Regions from separate parts of the Sus scrofa genome. Here region 2 is linked to region 1. The links are chromatin contacts, called in public HiChIP or PLAC-seq maps. All regions are on one chromosome and are shown on one strand. The core of a region is the stretch at or near the end of the contact, and the rest is flanking DNA. Distances in the headings are between cores, read along the strand shown. Region 1 overlaps EYA3 (eyes absent homolog 3). Region 2 overlaps DNAJC8 (dnaJ homolog subfamily C member 8).

Evidence for each region. HiChIP or PLAC-seq counts read pairs in DNA pulled down with a chosen protein or histone mark.
Region 2: an H3K27ac HiChIP or PLAC-seq map of alveolar macrophages shows a contact between it and region 1. The contact joins two enhancer-like sites. A contact is called at or near these places in 1 of 47 Hi-C or Micro-C datasets (embryonic fibroblasts) and 1 of 2 datasets of contacts at active chromatin or transcription factors (alveolar macrophages).

The regions. Positions count from the first base shown.
Region 1 is chr6:85,100,434-85,103,922 of Sscrofa11.1, reverse strand. It overlaps EYA3 (eyes absent homolog 3), which reads left to right. Exons shown (of 18, transcript XM_021095661.1): 17 at 1,733-1,833. Among named protein-coding and RNA genes, the nearest start is that of XKR8, 18 kb to the right of the region's middle. Within about 2 kb of position 1,597, at least 2 of the 83 cell types and tissues checked have an H3K27ac peak or open chromatin away from gene starts, as enhancers often do. A contact at or near this core is called in alveolar macrophages, where this site is marked.
Region 2 is chr6:85,289,332-85,292,820 of Sscrofa11.1, reverse strand. It overlaps DNAJC8 (dnaJ homolog subfamily C member 8), which reads left to right. Exons shown (of 10, transcript XM_003356239.4): 4 at 834-890. Among named protein-coding and RNA genes, the nearest start is that of DNAJC8, 16 kb to the left of the region's middle. Within about 2 kb of position 1,915, at least 1 of the 83 cell types and tissues checked has an H3K27ac peak or open chromatin away from gene starts, as enhancers often do. A contact at or near this core is called in alveolar macrophages, where this site is marked.

The DNA of each region.
Region 1 (3,489 bases), core at 348-2,847:
GCAGGTCTGGCAGAAGTTGGCTTAGGTTGTACGGATGTAACAGTTAGAATGCAATTAGACAAAACCCTTTAACACTTAGTAAGAACATACTAAGAATTCGTTATTTGTTGAATTATTTAATGTTTAAATTGAGGCTCAAAACGTGGACTAAAGTCATCCCCTGAATCATCCCCATGAAATTAATGTGTATTTACTTAGCAAACATCAGTTGAATGCCTGATGTGAATGTAAGGCATGACAACACTGTTGTCCCCCAATGAAAGGGATCTAAGTGTACCAAAGCCAAACCTTGTATTAAGAGTGGGAGACTGAAGCCCCAAGTGAACCAGCATCTGGTCCAGGTTTGAGGTGCCACCTGGGCTAGGGATGTCATAAACTTGCAGTTGCTCAGATGTACCAGCCAGGCCTTCTGAGTGTGCATATATAGGTTCTTGTCCATTATGATGTAGTCATCTTAGATTTGTGTATTTGTATATTTATATGTTTCTTACAGAAGTTTTCCAGCAGATGGTAGTCAAATGCTTGAGGAAGAGGCACTTTTTCTTATTCACACAGGAACTCTTGTGCTAAGTCACTGAATCTGGCAAGAAGAAAAGATGAGAAGGTTAATGGAGCAGGATGAAAAAAAGAAGCAAAGTTAGGGCCTTGCTCAGAAGAAAGTGGCAGAAGCAGGGAAATAAAGCATAAGAGATGGTGAAGGAAGAGGAAGAGAAATAATTTCCTTTTTATGGATTTATGCAAATACAGTGTCTTTGCCATAGCAGTATCATCTGTGCATGTTTTAGGTATTGGTTCCAGGTAGGATTTGAATTTGTTACATTGCCGTGCTTCTGAGAACCATCTTCAGTGGACTTAAATCAGCCATTTCCCAAGGTCAGTTTCAGTGATACAGTATCTCAGTTGCAATTACACAGTGTAATAGAAAATTCCAAATGTGACAAATGCTGTTGTCATATTCAGTGGTACTCTGGGGCTCCTCCCCTCCTGAAAGACATAAAACCCAGGCCTAGGACTTTCTGGGAAATGTAGAATTGGAAGGAAATGGCTCTTTGTTCCTTATTACTAACTAGAAATCAGGGGCTTCCACTTCTTTTTTTTTAACTAATAGTTTCCTCTCCAAAAAAAACATCCTTTCATCACAGCGCAATGACCAGAGCCTAGACTTGGAGTCAGGAGCTCAGATTCTAGCTACTAGCTTGTTTGTGATCTGGAACAAGTCACTAATCCTTTGGATCCATTTTCATCTGTTAAAATAGCAGATGGGACCCATCTCACCAGATTATTTTGAGAATTAAGTGAAAGAATAACTTGAAAACTGCCTTGTATGCTGTAAAGTATAGGAGCTGTGGAAGAGGAAGCTGGTGTGCACAGCTCTCATTCTGCTTTTATTGAAACTCCCCACTCTAAGGTCTTAGGGACTTCGCCCTTAGTGTGAAAGTTAAAATAAGAACCTGGAGAGCACAGTGCCTAGAAAGTGTGTTGGTGTATGAATGGCACAATTCCACATTATGAATGGCACAATTCCACATTATGAATGGCACAGTTCCACCTTATTTGGGCAGAGGGCCTGCTGGATCTCTGGTTGCCACCCCTAATCCCCACCAGGCAAACCGCATGGGCTGCCCTATTTTCTCTAGGCACAAGCAGGTAAACCTCACAGCAGCCCTTTGCTTTGGTATTGGAAAAAAGATAGGGAGGAATGTCCTAACAAGAAATTTTTCTTTCTCATCAGGTAAGGAGAGCTGCTTCGAGAGAATTGTGTCAAGGTTTGGAAAGAAAGTCACATACGTAGTGATTGGAGATGGACGAGATGAAGAAATTGCAGCCAAACAGGTAACGATGGTAAAGAAAATAGTCTGTGTTGGGAATGCACTGAGCAATTGGAAAAAATGGTGAAACTCAGAAATTTTAGCAATCTGTTGTGCACACACAGTGTTTGCCCTTCTTCCTCTTCCTCTCTCACTTTAAAGAAAAAGAAACGTTCTTTTTCCCCATGTGGAGTTTTCCCTTTTTTTTTTTTTTTTGTCTTTTGTATTTTTAGGGCCACACCTGCAGCATATGGAGGTTCCCTGGCTAGGAGTCGAATCGGAGCTACAGCTCCCGGCCTATGCCACAGCCACAGCAACGCCAGATCCGAGCCGTGTCTGTGACCTACATCACAGCTCACAGCAACACCAGATCCTTAACCCAGGGATCGACCCCGAAACCTCATGGTTCCTAGTTGGATTCATTTCTGCTGCGCCATGAGAGGAACTCCGAGTTTTCCCTTTAAAGTGTTACATCCTCCTCTTCCCCTTCCTTTCTACCACTCTAAAAATCATAAAATCTTTGAGCCCTCCTTCAAGGGCCCCCATCATTAAACCTGATGTGGGCCCCATTTTGCAGCTTCATCTTAGAGGGCAGTGCCTTCTCGGGAGCATGAGACTTAACTGCTTAGAGGCCAATCATTTGGACCTTTCCAGGCTTTGGAGCCTTAAAAAACCAGTGCAATCAATTGGGAGTTGTTTATTTAGAGAAGTCCTTCCTCCTCCTGCGCCCTAGAAAGATGGTTCTGATATTAACCTCCTCACTGGAGATCCCAACTCCAGGTCATCCTTTCTTAACCCCGGAAACAGTAGATTTTAAAAGTCTTGGTTATGGAGGGGAGTTCCCTGATGGTCTAGTGGTTCGGACTCAGTGCTTTCTCCGCACCGCTGCAGCCTGGGTTCAATCCCTGGCCTGGAAACTGAGATCCCACATCAAGCTGCTATGTGCCACAGCAACAACAACAACAAAGTTTTAGCTGTGGAATCTAAAATCAGATAGTTCATATCTCACCCATTTATTAGCTGTGTGACTTTGGACAATTTACTTATTCTCTTTGAGTCTTCTGTAGAAGTTCTTTCCCTCTCTATCCCACTTTTTTTCTAGCAACCTTATTCTTAGACTTGTAGACAGTAGGTTGCCAACTGAGGACCATCTGTTCTGATTTTCTCCATCCAGTTAACACACAAAACCTTCAGCAGCTGTTAATAAACTCTGACATTGGTAATCAGTTGGCATTATTACCTCATTATGTTTTCATTTGCCACTTTATGTAGCAATTCAGTGACTTTTATTTTTTTCATGTTACCTCTAAAGCTTTGATTCTGAAGTGCTTGTTGCTCTCTGGGGAAGATACTAGTAGACGCAGGCCTCAGTGCTTCCCAGTCTGGGGAAGGGAGTGAGGGAGATGAAAGAACAACTCAAGTCATAGGAGTTGACATGAGGCGAGATTGTGCCTCTAAGCTAAAGCTCATAATCATCTACCATAGCATATACCCATTGGAAAATGCCTTCAAGCTCCATCTAGATCAGTCTCTCCCTGTGAGGGGTCTTTTCTGCAGCTGCTTTAACAGAAAACTTTCAAGTCCTTGCTTGAGTATATACCTAAGGATGAGGAGTCTGTGTCCCAGGCATCCTGTTCCACTGAGGGGCTAGGCAAGCTGTTAGGATGTTCCTTCTTGCATT
Region 2 (3,489 bases), core at 666-3,165, 190 kb before region 1:
AGCATGTTCAGCAAGTAGTAGCTACTGTATAAATGTTTGAATTAACGTGTTTGTTGGTGCTGTGATCAGAATCCTTGATGAGGAATATCAACACTAGGATATCCAGGTTTGGAGAAGAATGATGAAATTATTTTTAAAACAGTGTTGCTAAAAAATACAGACTTTCCTGCCATTTGGTTGTACCCCAATTTTACTGAGCTGGAATCAGATTTTCCTCCAATCCAAGTAGTAACCAGGCCCAACCCTGCTTAGCTTCCAAGATCAGATGAGATCTGGCGTGTTCAGAGTTGCATGGCTGTAGTGGAATTAGACTTTCCTACAGTGAGCCCCAGGCATTGCTCTCAGATTCCTACTCTGGGTTGGGAACCATTGGGCCATGTAAGTTATAGATATAAAGTGGAGCCAAGTGGGCATTTTTGGATTGAGACGAAAGGTTGCCAGCCTAATTATTTCCCTGTTGAGTTGCTATGCGTTGTCTGCATATACAAAGATAAGTGGGGGGTGGGTACTTTTCTTAATGAATGAAGGAGAATGGAACATTTTTCTCATGGTCTGGAAACATATCCCTGGGTGTAGGGTAGTATATTATTTTTCTGATGGAGTAAATATAACCACTGTATTAATAGAAAACCCTAAAACACTATAGCTACTATTTTGTTATTGGCTTACTCATTTATATTTCTTAAACATTTTTTAGAACTATATGCCAGGCATTATTCTAGAAGGCTGAGTACTGTTCTAGATACTAATTATAATGTGTATAATTATTGAGCATGTCTTAAGTTTATAAATTTTTAAAATCTCTTTTACAGTTTTGATTTTGATTCTTCCAGGTTCTTCAGATAGATCCTGAAGTGACAGATGAAGAAATAAAAAAGAGGTTTCGGCAGGTATGGTACTATGTTCCTGTAATAGATGGAGTTTGAACCTTTTGAAAATGTACTAAGCATGTGATTCTCTTAGGACTTGCTATTATGACTTTTTGGCCAAAATTTAACCCCCTCCCCTTTTTTTTAAAGGCTATGTAACTCTTTAAAAAGTCTACAGTGGTGTAAAAATCTTAAACAATTTAATGACTATAGCTTACCTGTGAAAAGGATGAATTTTATATCCAAATAGAATCTTTCCATCCCCTTAATTGTGGGAGAAGTACAAAGTGGAATAATAGAGCTTACATGGAATCATTCTTAGCAAATGCCCTAGCTTCTAGGGGAGAACATGTTAAACAATTCATAATAGTTTTCTGGTTTTGAGATCTCATTCCTCAATAATTCTGTCCTCTGCAAACTTACATATGAATACTCAGAAGATACTTGGTTTAATATAAAGAATGCTTTCTGAAAATTTTCTAGGAAAGGAGATCTATAACCTCTGATTCTTGCCTTTTCTAATATTTAATAACTCATGCTATAAAGTTTTATGGTAGCCTTTTTTTTTCATTTTTTATATAATTATTTTTTTTTCATTATAGCTGGTTTACATATTAGTAGCCTTTTTTACTTTTATTTATTTATTTTTGTCTTTTGTACCCGGGGCATATGGAGGTTCCCAGGCTAGGGGTCTAATCAGAGCTGTAGCTGCCGGCCTATGCCACATCTCATGGCAACGCCAGATCCTTAACCCACTGAGCAAGGCCAGGGATTGAACCTGCAAACCTCATGGTTCCTAGTCAGATTTCTTTCTGCAGCATCATGCTGGGAACTCCCAGTAGCCTTTTTAAAAACACTCTTTCAGTTTTGATAGCTGAGCAACCCCCTAGCCCTTTGCAAATTGGATTTTCTCTGTATTTCATGTCTTTAAAAAAATTTTTTTCCTTAGCATATCTCTTATGTACTTCCTATTTTAATAGGGCCTGACCAGTGCTGACTCTAATTCTCAGCGCCTGCATGACAGACTTGTTAATATCCAGTGTTGGTGGTTGCTCGTTCAGTACAGTCATTGCCCCCACATTGCTGACTCATAATCACTTCTGATCTACTATTAAGCCAAGGTGTTTTTTATCTTTGCCTACTCAATCATTTCCCATTATATAACTTGATAGCTTTTTTTCTTCCTGAGTTACACTCTGGACTTGTGTTTAACTTTTTTACCTTTTCCTGAAATTTCAGGTTTTCAAATATAATGTATTAGAGGTCTTTCCCAATTAAATGAGCAATCATTCAAATTCATAGTCAAAACTTTTAAGATCTTTATGTAATCATACAAATAACTCAGTAACTACGTTCTTATTTAGTCATTAATCCGGCCAGGTAGTTAAGAACGTGGGTGCTAGAGCTGTATGGCTTGAGTGTCAGTCTTGGCTGTACATCTTACAGGCAGTGTGAGCTTTGGCAAGTTACTCTTAACCTTTCTGTGCCCTGTAAAATGCACTTATTTGTAAAATGCACATGATGATGGTGACTCCATCTAGGGTTGGTGTAAGGATTTGCATGAGGTGTAGCGCACATACCGCACTTATACTAGGTCTTGGCATATGGTATGTCCGTTTCATGTGCTATTGTTAGTGCGTGTTAGACAGTAAGTTCTTTACTTGCATTATCTTGTTTCGTCCTTGTAACAACACAGTGAGATATAGGTATATAGTATTGTCCCATTTACAAAGGAGGAAACTGGGGCAGAGCTAGATTAAGTGAATTGCTTGAGGTCTCACAGCTAGTAGGTGATTGAAGTTGGAATTAGAACCCAGGATTCAGGCTCTAGTCATGCTGGATTTAGCCTTAGATTCCCACTTGCTGTCCTCCCCGAACGTAGTCCCTCTTTTCGCACTGTTTTTATCGGTGAGAGTAGGTCAGTGGTTCTTAACCTAGGCTGTCTGAAAGAGTCACCTGTGGTCTTAACCCAGGCTGTCTGAAAGAGTTACCTTGGGGGTTTTTGTTTTTAAAATTTTTTATGATAGAAATTTTATTTTATTTTAGTTTATTTTATTTATTTTATTTTTTCTTTTTAGGGCCACACCTGTGGCACATGGAGGTTCCCAGGCTAAGGGTCTAATCAGAGCCATAGCTGCCGGCCTAAGCCATAGCCACAGCAACGCCAGATCCGAGCCCCATCTGTGACCTACACCACAGCTCATGGCACCGCTGGATCCTTAACCCACTGAGTGAGGCCAGGGGTTGAACCCACAACCTCATGGTTCCTAGTTGGATTCGTTTCTACTGTGCCACGATGGGAAATCCAAGAAATTTTAATTACATTTTAAAAAGAAAGAATAAAATGGGATTCCTTGGTCAAGGATCCAATGTTGTCATTGCTGTGCCATGGGTTTGATCCTTGGCCTGGGAATTTCTGCATGCTGTGGGCACAGCCAAAAAAAAACGAAGAAAGAAGAAATCAGTGAATGCCCATATATTCATCTGTATGCAATGGTTTACTTCATTATTTATATATATATTTTTTTGCATTTTAGGGCTGCACCTGCGCCATGTGGAGATTCCCAGGCTAGGGGTCAAATTGGAGTTATCGCTGCTGGCCTACACCACAGCCACAGCA